3 separate regions of the Oryctolagus cuniculus genome follow, and all the other regions are linked to region 1. Evidence: chromatin contacts called from public Micro-C data. All regions are on one chromosome and are shown on one strand. Each heading gives the region's core, a stretch centred on a gene start, on an enhancer-like site or on the middle of the called end of the contact. The rest is flanking DNA. Distances are from core to core; before and after follow the strand shown.

Region 1 (3,700 bases), core at 926-3,425:
GCCTCTTGCACCACGCCCCAAATCTTTTGGCTGGGAATTTTTAGGTAGGTTATAACCTAGCTTCGTCCACATTTCCAACCTTCAGCAACTCTCTACTGTGATCCAAACCGACTTCTCTCGCTCGCTCTCCAAGCAGGTTCCTATCTCCACTTCAACGCACATGGTCTTTTTACCAGGATTACCCTCCACTCCTCCCACGGAAATTCAGCTTGCATGTTTTTTTTACAGTTAGGAAAAAAGAACCAGGACGTGTCATTAGGAACCTGGGTGGCCTGACAGCACAAACAAAAAGTACTTATCAGGGGACACTTGCAAATGCAATTTTCAAGAATGCAAAGCCGTATTTAGAAAACACGCAGTAGGGCTCCATGAGCGACTGAAAGGTTCCGCGAAGGCGGAGGAGACAGCGAGGAGCGATCTGGGGCGAGGAGGGAAACGCCGAGAGCAGGATAGACTCGCCGGCCTACGCCGCGCACGCGGAGGCGGCTCCGTTGGGGGGCAGGAGGACCCCGTCCTGAAGCCGAAATCGGGCCTGTGGACATTTTTGTCTCTCGGCAGAGTCCCGTTTTTTACTACATAACGCAAACATGGTGGAAGGAAAGAGCCCTCTCGGCCTTTGGCGGCCGAGTCACGTGGCGCCATTTCCACGCACTTGACGCGGGGAAGAAGGTGGGGCCTCTATGGAATTTGCTGGCTGTGGAGCCTAGCACTGGGGAACTTCCTTCAAAACACAGTAACGGGAGCGCCTCCGCCCCTCTCTCCTCCTCCCCGAGGGTACAGAAAGGTGTACTCTGAGCTTTAGACGGTGGTAAGGTGAGCAAGAAAGGCGGAGTCAACCCGGCTCCCTCACTAAGCCGTCCGAGTAGGGCGGCTCTTCACTTTTCCGCGGAGCGGCCCGCTGACGCGCAAGCGCACTTCGCCCGGGCCGCGTCAAGGCGGGACCGGTCTCGCGAGACCCTGAGGCCGGCTTTCGTCGCGCTCGCTCCGCCCCCTCCTTCTCGCTCCCTCTCTCCCATCCCCCCAAGCCAGTCGCTCTGCTGCGCAGCTCCCTTAGCGGTTGCCACTGCTGGAGACGGTTGGGAGGACCGTTGTAGGGAGCGCCGCACGAGGCGAACGACTGCCCCCTCCTCACGACCGGACCCTCACGAGCACCGGCGTCGGCGCTTCTATCGCCCGACAGGGTATCTGAAGTAAAAGGGGGTAGGTTGGGCTGGTGGTTTCGAGAGCGGAGTCGGGAGAAGGACGAGACCCAGGAGGGGGTGGGGCGGGGGGGAAGTGTGGAGGTCGCCGCTCGGAGGCGGGCGGGGCTGCGCCTCCCGGGCGATCTCCCACTTCTAGGAGGGCGGCCTGCCGGGCGAGGACTTGCTCGGGTGGAGCTCGGTGGACGACGCGGAGGCCCGAAGTGGAGGGCGTCCAGCCCTTCTCTCTGCCTTGCTGGTTTGGCCTCCGCCATTTTGGGTACGGTGGCGCGGCCACCTTGGCTTCCCGCCCTTCCCCGTTCCTTCTACTTCTTGTTCCCAGCTTTGGAAAGACGGATTGAGCTGGCCGGGGCCGGGGGCGGGGGGTGGTCCAGCTCCCTGGCAGGGGATGAGGGTGGGCGCGAAGCGAGCAGGGCCAGGCCCGGCAGCGGGGCTGGGGGGAGGGTCAGGGCTGCCGCCGGGCGCGCTCCCGATGGAAATGGCGCCGGATGGGCCTGGCCTCCCACCGCAGCCTCCCTTCCTCCGCAGCCTCGGCAGGGCTACCTGGCGGGACTGCCGGTGACTTCTGACGCAGATTCCCAAGATGAGAGAGGCCGGAGCTGGGGCAGGAAAGCCAATGGCGACGGAGGCGCTCAGCTCCCAAATCCAGGACAAAGGAGGCAGACGGCCTCCTTTGTACTTCCGCCGCCCGGTGGCGAAGGTTTTTAAGCCCAGCTTGGCTGCCGGCCGGGGAGGGGGTAGGGGCGCGCTCTCCCGAGCTCTCCGGTCTCTAGGGCAGCTAGATAAACGGAAAGCCTCCGGGGAGGAATAAAGGACGCTTAGCCGGCCCTTAGATTCCAGATTTGGAACTTCGAAAAGAGTACGTACTCATTTTCCAAAGAGGTTGTTTTCTCACGCTTGAACGTTTGTAACGACTTTGGGTGATTTTGCCAGCAGCAAGCTGGGGGACTTACCGAATAGGACTGTGAAATGGGCATGTTTCAAAGAGGCCGTCGAGGCCCAGTGAACTGTGAGCACTTTTTGGACTTTTGGGCCGGGGTGGGTGGGTGGCTTAGCAATGGCTTTGTGTAGTTTGGCACAGATGGGTTGGAATTTGTTTTTAAGTAGGAGTTTTGCTTTTGGAAAACAGTTGTTAAAACACAGCCAGCGATGGCCAAAATGTGTTTATGTATGTAGGAGTTGAGTCGCTATTAAATCTCGAAGAGTATTTTGTGCAGATAATATTTTCCCTTACCATGAAGGCCGTAGAAGTAAAATACTTGATACAGAAGTATATTAATACTTTGAACAGGAAATAAGCGTTCTGAACACTACGGCATAATGTAAGCTCAGTCACATGGCAGTGCGATGGGGGAGGGCTCAGAACATCGGAGAGCTGGCTTGGTAATTTTCCTTGAAGATAGAGACGAGGGGCCAGGCTTAAGAATAAGCGGTTTAAAAAATACCTGTAAGTCTTTACGGGAAGTGTTACCTACTTTTCCAGTTTTAGAACCAGAAAAAAACTGCGTGCTGTTGAAAATGTTTTGTGATGCTTTAATCGAGGATAAGTTTAACTAAATCTTAGCTTGAGACGCAGATTTTCGTGGAGTTTGTGAAACCAGCTCAGATTTTTTTAGTAGGAGATGACCCACAGCTTTTCTGATTGTGTTAAACTACCATACACACCTGTTTTTTACTGGCCATCTTTCTATCATAGTCTGGAAATCTAATTGCATTTTTAAGCAATAATGTTACCTTTTGATGTCTTACCTGGTAAACAGGAGTGGACTGCAGTAGGTAAAACCTTGGTCCTAGTAAACGTATTTATAATTTTTGAAGACTAGGCTCCTTTAGATATTAGTGGTGTCTGATTTTCTAATTTAAAATTGAGGAGCAAGAACTTCAGAAAAAGAGGAACCAAGTAAAATTTGCGTTAAACATGTTTGCCAATTTTTTTGTCAAAAAGTTCATTCTCTTTTATTTTTTGGCATTATATTAAAAATGGAAAAAGTTCCTTTGGCACTCATGGTGCTTCCTCCCCCCCAGGCCATTCCTAGTTTTTAGAAAATTATTTTTTTTGATACATCAGATCCTGTATGACACTTCAACAAATAAAATAGTTTTCCATGTTAGGGGAGTTCTGTATTTCAGTTAATCTCTATTAGATGTTCTTTTAAAAAAGTAGCTTTGAGATAATGAGCAAATCAAACTTCACCCATTTAAAATGTTAAGTTCTTTGGGGTTTAGTGCATGGACGGTTTTGTAACCATCACTAGAATTTATCACTCAAAGATTGCTATACCCATTAGCGGTCATCCTACATGCTAATTCCCTCTCTCCCCTCAGGTCTACAACATTGGTGAAGCAGTCTGGTAGCTTTTTGTATTGTAGATATTGGTTTAAATAGAGGCAATATCAAGGGCCTTCAAAAAGTCATGGGAATTTTATAACAAGGGGGGGGACTATATGCCTGGATTTCAGGTTTTTTAATCAAAATATTTCCATTTTCCATGAACTTTTTG
Region 2 (3,912 bases), core at 774-3,273, 340 kb after region 1:
CTGGCGCTGCAGCCCGGGGCTTAAACCCAGTGTGCCACAGCACAGGCCCCTCAGATCAGACTTTTAAAAAGCCCTTGGGAAGCCAAGCTTTGCCATCAGACTTTGCCTTCAATAACCTATAGATTTGGAGGACTCTTAAATTCCAAAGTATTCTAGAAAGTGACATTCTTTACCCACTGGTAAGGTAACCATGCAAGGGAATCATGTATACAAACTATCATCTGGCGTTGGTTATTGTGGCACAGTGGGAGAAGTTACTATATGACCAGAAAGGAGAAACATGGAGACAGAGATCTTCCATGCTCTGGTGTACTCCCTAATAGTCCACAGCAGCTGAATCTGGGCCAGCCTTTACCCAGGAGCTAATAACTCCTTCCCAATCTCTTCCACATGAGTGGTAGGTACCCAAGAACTTCAGCCATCACCTGTTGCTGGTATCCCCTATGAGCACTGGTTCCAGTTCCACCTGTTCCACTTCAGATCCAGCTACCTGCTAACGCGCCTGGAAAAGCAGTGCATGATGGCTCAAGTGCTTGGACCCCTGCTACCCATATGGGAGACTGCAATGCCGTTCCAAGCTCCTGGGATTTGGCCAAACACCAGTCTGGCTGTTGTGGTCTTTGAGGGGTGAAACGTTAGATGGAAGAGTCTACCATTCCTGTCCCCTGATTCTTGGCATCCTATCCATCTTTTTGTTAATTCACCTGGGAAGGCAGCAGATGATGTTCCAAGTACGTGGTTCCCTGCCACCCACATGGGAGACCTAGATGTTGTTCCTGGCTCAGCTCCAGCTCTTGAATCCATTTGGGGAGTGAACCAGTAGATGGAAAGGTCTTCCTGTCTGCCTTGCAAATAAGTAAAATCATCAAAAATAAAATAGCACCAGTCTTTTTTTTTTTTTTTTTTTTGAGATCCTTTTTTTCCCCTGAGAGTTTTTTTTTTTCTTTCTGAGAGCTCCTAAGGTCAATCTTAGTTTCATAACGTTGTTTAGTCTGTATCTGAAATTATGACTCGCCAATGAAAGCTTTGCTATTATAATCAGTGTCTTTATTTGTGTACTGTTTCAAAGAGAACAGATTCCAAATAAATTGAAGCAAATTACTGTATTGCCACTAAAATAAGAATGTCCACTAATAGTTTCTGAATTCTGGCTAGATCTTGCCATGAGAAAAATTGCTTCTTCATCTTTGCTCAAAAACATTACAGAATTGTAAGTTACAGATAGTTTACATGGAAGGGGAGTTTCCTTACATCTGGAAGGAAAAACAAGAAAGAAGAGGAATATAGGCCATAAAATGGAATGAAACACTGATACTGGCTGCAACATTGATGAATGTCTAAAGAACTGGAAGACCACATATTGAATGATTCTATTTAAATGAAACGTCCAGGGTAGGCGAATCCTGAGAGAGAAAGAAGGTAGAGGTTATCGGGGCTGTGGGGAGCGGAGGGCAGGGGCATGAGTTTATTTTTCAGGTGGTGCAAAGGTTCTGGTAGTAGTGGTGGTGATGTTGGCACAACCTCATGTTTACACTAAAAGCCACTGAATTGTACACGTTAGAATACTTATATTTTAAATACTAAGTTCAATGTTATGCAAATATCCTTTGTATTACCCTAAAAAGTGTTAGGGTGCTAACGGGATGTGTTTATTGTTCCAGTAAGTTTAACTGGAAGGGGGGAAAAAAAATCACAAAATGGCGGCTGTCCTCACGGAGTCACGTGACCGCCATTACTTGCTTTGCCACCCTCAAGGAAGCCTTTCCCTCCCCTCGCTAGCGCAGAGACGTTCCCTGCTCATTGTTTAGCGAAGCCAAGGTAACCCTTCCAAGGCGCGCTCCAGATCCGGCAGCAGAGTCCAAGGCAAGTCGTCTTGAGGGCGGCCGGGGAGCGCGCACGTACAACGTCGCCCCGTAAGCGCCGTTCTTGCGGGAGATGTGGAGGAGGGGAGCGCGCAGAGGAAGAGGGGGAAGTCGGCGCATGCGCCTGAGGCTGACGGGTTTGAAATGGCTTCGGTGTTAGCCGGGACCCGACTCAGGTGAAGGTCTGGTACGCGCAGTTGAAGCGTTGGGCGGCCGAGCCGGGGTTCTCCACGTCCTATCGGATCCGCGGAAGGGCTGGGAGCGATCGTCTCGGTGGCACGGCTTCCGCGGGCCGGCGACGGTGGGGCTCTCGTGGGGCTGGGGCGGGAGGGACGCGGTCCCTTTTGTGCGGGTCGGAGCAGGCCCCGCGCGGCCGGCCCCTCCCCCACCGCCACGCTCCTGCCCCGCGGCCCCGCGGCCTCGGCCTGGCGGGGCTGCGGCCAGTCGTCCCGGGCCGCCGAGACGGCTGCGGTTGTAGTCTCCCAGCCTCCGGGCCTGGGGCATCGGGGCGGCCGGCGGTGGTGCGGGTTTTGGGGGACGGAGGCATTTTGCGACCTGCCTGCGGGTCGAGGCGACGAGGGCTCGCAGTAGCCCCCTGTCGGCGCTTCACCCCATGTGGCGGAGCGGTGGGTTTTGTCTCCCGAGGCCTGCGGCCCGCCGGGAGTGAAGACCGCAGGAAGATGGATGGCCGGGGGCTGGCCGGCGGTGCTCGGCGGAGGGGGATGCGCGGGCGGAAACCTTCGCCTCTTCTGGCCGGACTTTGGGGGGAGGGGTCCTCGCAGCGGTTCTTGAAGAGGCATCCGTTATCTCAACTGCCTTTCCCCTCGAGGGAAGGGAGAAAAGAAGCGCCCCCAGCCCCTTTCCCTTTGCTACTCGAGAAAGTACGGCGATGTTCGTTAGATGAGATCCTTAAATCCCTTTACTTGGGGTCTCGTCCTGTTTCCGTTATTGATCTCAGCGCTGCTCTAACCTTGGCCTTCCCTCCTTAACTCATTGCCAAGAGAAACACGCAGGCTGTTTTCCAATGTAGAGTTGTGAACTTAACTGTAAGCAACTGGGTCGAGACCGCGGATGGTCTTCGGTTTAAATGTGACAGTCCATTTTTTTTAAAAAAAGAGTGTAAGTCGTTTTTAAAAAAACAGTGTACTTTTGGTGATCTGCTTGATGTAAAAATGTTTTTGCTGCATTTCAAATTTTCATTTGCTCCCCGTCTTCCAGTTATTTCTTTTTGGGAAGATATCCTTGATACACGGAGCATTTTCTTTCTTTTTGTGACATCGATAGTTTGGTTGAACTTTAAAATGTGGATCTTTTCTTAATAGGACGCTGCTGTAGAAGACAAACAAGCAGAGGTTTTTTCCCCCTTGCATCATGGCTCAGTTTGGAGGACAGAAGAATCCGCCATGGGCTACTCAGTTTACAGCCACTGCGGTATCACAGCCAGGTCAGGCTACTGAACTCATGTACTGTAAAGGTGGAGTGAGGCTATCCATGGGATGGTGAAATGCTTGCCAGTGCTGTGTTTGCAAGTGTGGTTTCATGGTTTTTAAATACCTTAAGTTGATTACGTTTTCATTCTAAGTTAGCAGCCACTCATTGTACTATATTTGCCATGCTAAGATGTCTGTATTCAGAAGGTACATTTAAAAGTAAATGTATTTAAAAGCCATGCTTCTTGAAGAACTGTATGTGACTATTCTGTTTGAATTGAAAGTAGACAAACAGACTAAAGAATTTTATTACCAGGCAGAAGTAAAAGATAAAATAGTTGTAAAGGCAGTAAATTAACATTTACATTGTCAAAATAAGGTCAGAAGAATTTCTTTTTCAAAATAAAGTCAATAAAAAATGTTGAATCTGTTTTAATAAATTTCTTCCTGATTTTCTTTGGAAGAAAACGTTTATTTATTTGGAATGCAGAGTGACAGGGAAGGAGGGAGGAAGAAAGATCTGGAAGAATTTTTTTAAAATTTTTTATAGGTATAGTTACAGAGATGCAGACAGAGAGGACCTTCAACCACTGGTTCACTCCCCAGATGGCCGCAGCAGC
Region 3 (3,442 bases), core at 674-3,173, 460 kb after region 1:
TCTAGTTGGCTGAGGTAAGATGAGGTACACTGAAAAAACAGTAATGTGGGGTGCACTTTTTTTTCCAGCAAAGTCAGTTTTGGTTGAGTCAGTCATGTGTCAGTTTATTCTTGTCCTCTCCACAGCAGTCAGGGATCGGGTTCTGTGAGTTTCGGGCATAGAGTTTGGGGCAAGAGACTGCAGTGTTTAAGTCTCAGATTATCATCCTTTAAAACTAGTACACTTATTTATTTATTTATTATTTTGGACAGGCAGAGTGGACAGTGAGAGAGACAGAGAGAAAGGTCTTCCTTTGCGTTGGTTCACCCTCCAATGGCCACCACGGCTGGCGCACCGCACTGATCCGAAGCTGGGAGCCAGGTGCTTCTCCTGGTCTCCCATGGGGTGCAGGGCCCAAGCACTTGGGCCATCCTCCACTGCACTCCCTGGCCACAGCAGAGAGCTAGCCTGGAAGAGGGGCAACCAGGACAGAATCCGGCACCCCGACCGGGACTAGAACCCAGGGTGCCGGCGCCAAAAACTAGTACACTTATTAGTCACCTGAATTCAAACAGTGTTGGCCTTTCCCTTCTCAGATGTGCTGTTGGGACCTCTGATACGTAAGTGAATACCGAAAATATTTTTGATTTCTGAGGAGCTGAAACTTTCTGACCTTTGACCACAAGATATTAACATCTGTTCCTTTTATCCCAGTTTTACATAGTGATTTGCTATCCATGTCTACCGTTTCTGTGCTCATCATCACACCCTTTGTAGGGCTAGAGACTGATTTAACACGGTAGAATGGGGAGTGGGAGCGAAGAGTGGGACTAAATTAGGATTGTGGAAAACACAGATCCAGAGATGCGTACCTATTCTCATAACCTAGGGAGATGCATTCTTCCATAATCAGTAGCTGAACACTCCTTGTGTTTAGTACTGAATCCATAGTTACTTTTAGACTTTATTTTTTTTCACCTCAAGTCAATCCCTAAATCATGCAGAAGACCTGGCGGAATCAGAAATTTAACATATTTGGTCCCAGTTACTTGGGTGAACACCCCAAATCAGCACACGTCGCAGTGGGTAATTTTGCTAAGACAAATGAGATGCTCATGTTAGGAGTATGTGCCCCAGACACTGTCAAGCGGCTCGCTGAGTGCCCCTGCGCCTTCATCTCAATTTGGGTCCTTCTCTTAGGCGTTGAGTTCCTGGGTTGAAGAGATCATTGAGAAAAGGCGCAGAAAATAAAGCCAATTAGCTAGCACTGGCGTAGGAAAAGGGACAGGCTAAGGAAGTTACCCTTTGTAACGCCAAAGGCTTCCGTTTTGTGTAAGGCTGCGATTTAGGGGCAGTTAATCCCCATCCGTAAAACTGAACCCCTTTTTATTCGTCGCAAACACGTTATCTGTTGAACGCATTTAGGTTTTCTCTCTGGCCGAAACTGTTAGGTGTCTTCGGGTTTTTCCTGCTCATTGTTTCATGGGAGCATCTCCCCCCAAACCCTTGTCAGACTCGAGGCTTTCAGGTAGGTGTGGCAGAAAAGCACACTCGCTCATCTCAGATCCAAGCAAAACATTCGCTAGTCCTGACTGTACCACTCAAAGATTTTGTGACCCAGGGAAGTAAATTCCTTTCTTGGGTGGGTTCGGCTTCCTCAAGTCAAACGCGGAGCGTGAGGACTAAAACCAGCCGACGACCAGCTAAATGATCAAAACCTAAGAATTCGGGGTGGACGTCTATCCAGTCAGCCCCAGCCTTCACCTCCAGCCCACTCGGGACCCCAAGAAACCCCTTCCCCACTGCGAGGCGCTGCTAGACTGGCGCGAAGCCGTTGGACGTTAACGCCTCCTCGCACCCCGCCCGCAACGGGCGGGGCCCAGGGCCGCAGCTTCCGGCCGCAAATAGCGAGGCTGCGCGTGGCGCCCCCACCCACCTCGGCTCCGGCCGGCCCGCGAGCCGGGTCGCCGCGCGGGCCGACCCTCTCCACCGCCATCGAGGGGTTCCCCAGCCTCAGAAGTGAGTGTCGAAGATTCCCGAGCAGAACTCTGCAGTGGGGAAGAGATACAGAGAAATCACTTATGCTAATCAGCGCGTGCGTCCTTCATGATGATTGGCCAGAGTTTTACTCTGCACGCCAATCACTTTGGAACGAGGGCGGGACACTCGAGAACTTTCATTCTCATTGGTTGGGAGGTAGCGGCGCAAGGAAAAAGTGTGCGCCGAAAGGATCCGGGATTATTTTCCCCGCCGAGCGGTGCGTGTCCCGGAAGTGACGCACGGCCCTGGCCGGGCGGCTGTCCTGCCCCCGTTTCCTTTTTCGCTGGCGCTGCCCGTAGGTGGTTGTGGCCACCGCGCCCTGAGGCAGGCGGAGGCGGCGGCCAGTAATGCCTGGGAAACTCCTGTGGGGGGACATTATGGAGCTGGAAGCACCTTTGGAGGAGCCCGACAGCCTGAGGAAGGAGAGGCGAAAGGTGCGCTGAGGATGGGCCGCGCCTCCTTCGGGGCTGCGCCGGCTTGGGCGGGGAGGGGAGCTGTCCCTGATGATGGCCTGTCACATCCGAGCGGGAGCTTGGCCCTCGGCCCTCTGCGGTCGCTGCGGGACCATTCCCACCGCCACACTCCCGCCCTGCAGAAGGGCGGCCCTGGGCTTTGACTCGGCCTCCGCTGGCCCTTCCTTCAGCCCTTCCTTCAGCCCTTCCTGTTGGCGCCCGAAGCGTGTGCGAGATGGGCAGGCTCAAGCTCCCATCACCGGGATATCCGTTTCTTTGCTCTTCTTTCTTAAGCAGAGAGGCCTGTTTGGTTCTCGTTGGCTACCTTAGAAGACGATTAAGAAAAACGATTCCCTTGGAAATGTATTGTTTCTCAGTCACCCTGTCCTGTGTGCAAGCATCCTGGGGACAGCGAGCCTAGGTTTATAAACCTTGATAACTATAGAGGCTTAAGGAATGGTATCAAAGCCGGGGTTGCCAGGATTTGCCTGTGAGGGAGATCGTGTGGATTGCATTATTAATAGCGCTTACTATTGGTGTTCTCATTCAATCCGTGGGTATTTATTATTTGTGTCTAACTTGCACCAGCCTCTTTGTTGAGTATGAAGGTCTTTAATTAAGTGTAAGAAATGATCCTCACCTCAAGGAGCCTGTAGAGACTTCAAGTCCCGAAACAATTAGGGGAGTACAGGTGCAGAAAAATGCATAGGTAAAATTTTGACAGGAGACATCAGACCTGCAGAAAGAAAGCAGTGGGAGAAGGTAGCGGTATTTGAACTGTGACATTTGGCAAAAGAATAAGATGTAGTCTGTGAAGTGGTAGAGAGTAGAACCTACCTGACCAGCCATATCACTAGGGTAAACTTACCAACTGGTTTCTTTTATTGTAGGATACACAAAACTTAACATTTACCATTTAAAAAAATTATTTATTTATTTGAAAGGCAAAGTTATGGAGAGGCAGAGGCAGA

Evidence for each region. A called contact is a pair of places that touch in the nucleus more often than the background predicts.
Region 2: a contact with region 1 is called in a Micro-C map of ear pinna, with 5 times the contacts expected there. The contact joins the promoter of CCAR1 here to the promoter of PBLD in region 1. A contact is called at or near these places in 2 of 6 Hi-C or Micro-C datasets (ear pinna and an unstated tissue).
Region 3: a contact with region 1 is called in a Micro-C map of ear pinna, with 5 times the contacts expected there. The contact joins the promoter of DDX50 here to the promoter of PBLD in region 1. A contact is called at or near these places in 2 of 6 Hi-C or Micro-C datasets (ear pinna and psoas muscle).

Annotation. Positions count from the first base shown.
Region 1 is chr15:60,235,157-60,238,856 of mOryCun1.1, forward strand. PBLD (phenazine biosynthesis like protein domain containing) reads right to left here and starts at 2,176. Exons shown (of 10, transcript XM_070057146.1): 1 at 2,153-2,176; 2 at 1,743-1,968. The coding sequence starts at 2,176. It overlaps HNRNPH3 (heterogeneous nuclear ribonucleoprotein H3), which reads left to right and starts at 655. Exons shown (of 10, transcript XM_070057750.1): 1 at 655-1,181. It also overlaps LOC127484265.
Region 2 is chr15:60,578,316-60,582,227 of mOryCun1.1, forward strand. CCAR1 (cell division cycle and apoptosis regulator 1) reads left to right here and starts at 2,024. Exons shown (of 24, transcript XM_017348736.3): 1 at 2,024-2,163; 2 at 3,185-3,306. The coding sequence starts at 3,234.
Region 3 is chr15:60,696,962-60,700,403 of mOryCun1.1, forward strand. It overlaps DDX50 (DExD-box helicase 50), which reads left to right and starts at 1,924. Exons shown (of 16, transcript XM_070057770.1): 1 at 1,924-1,998.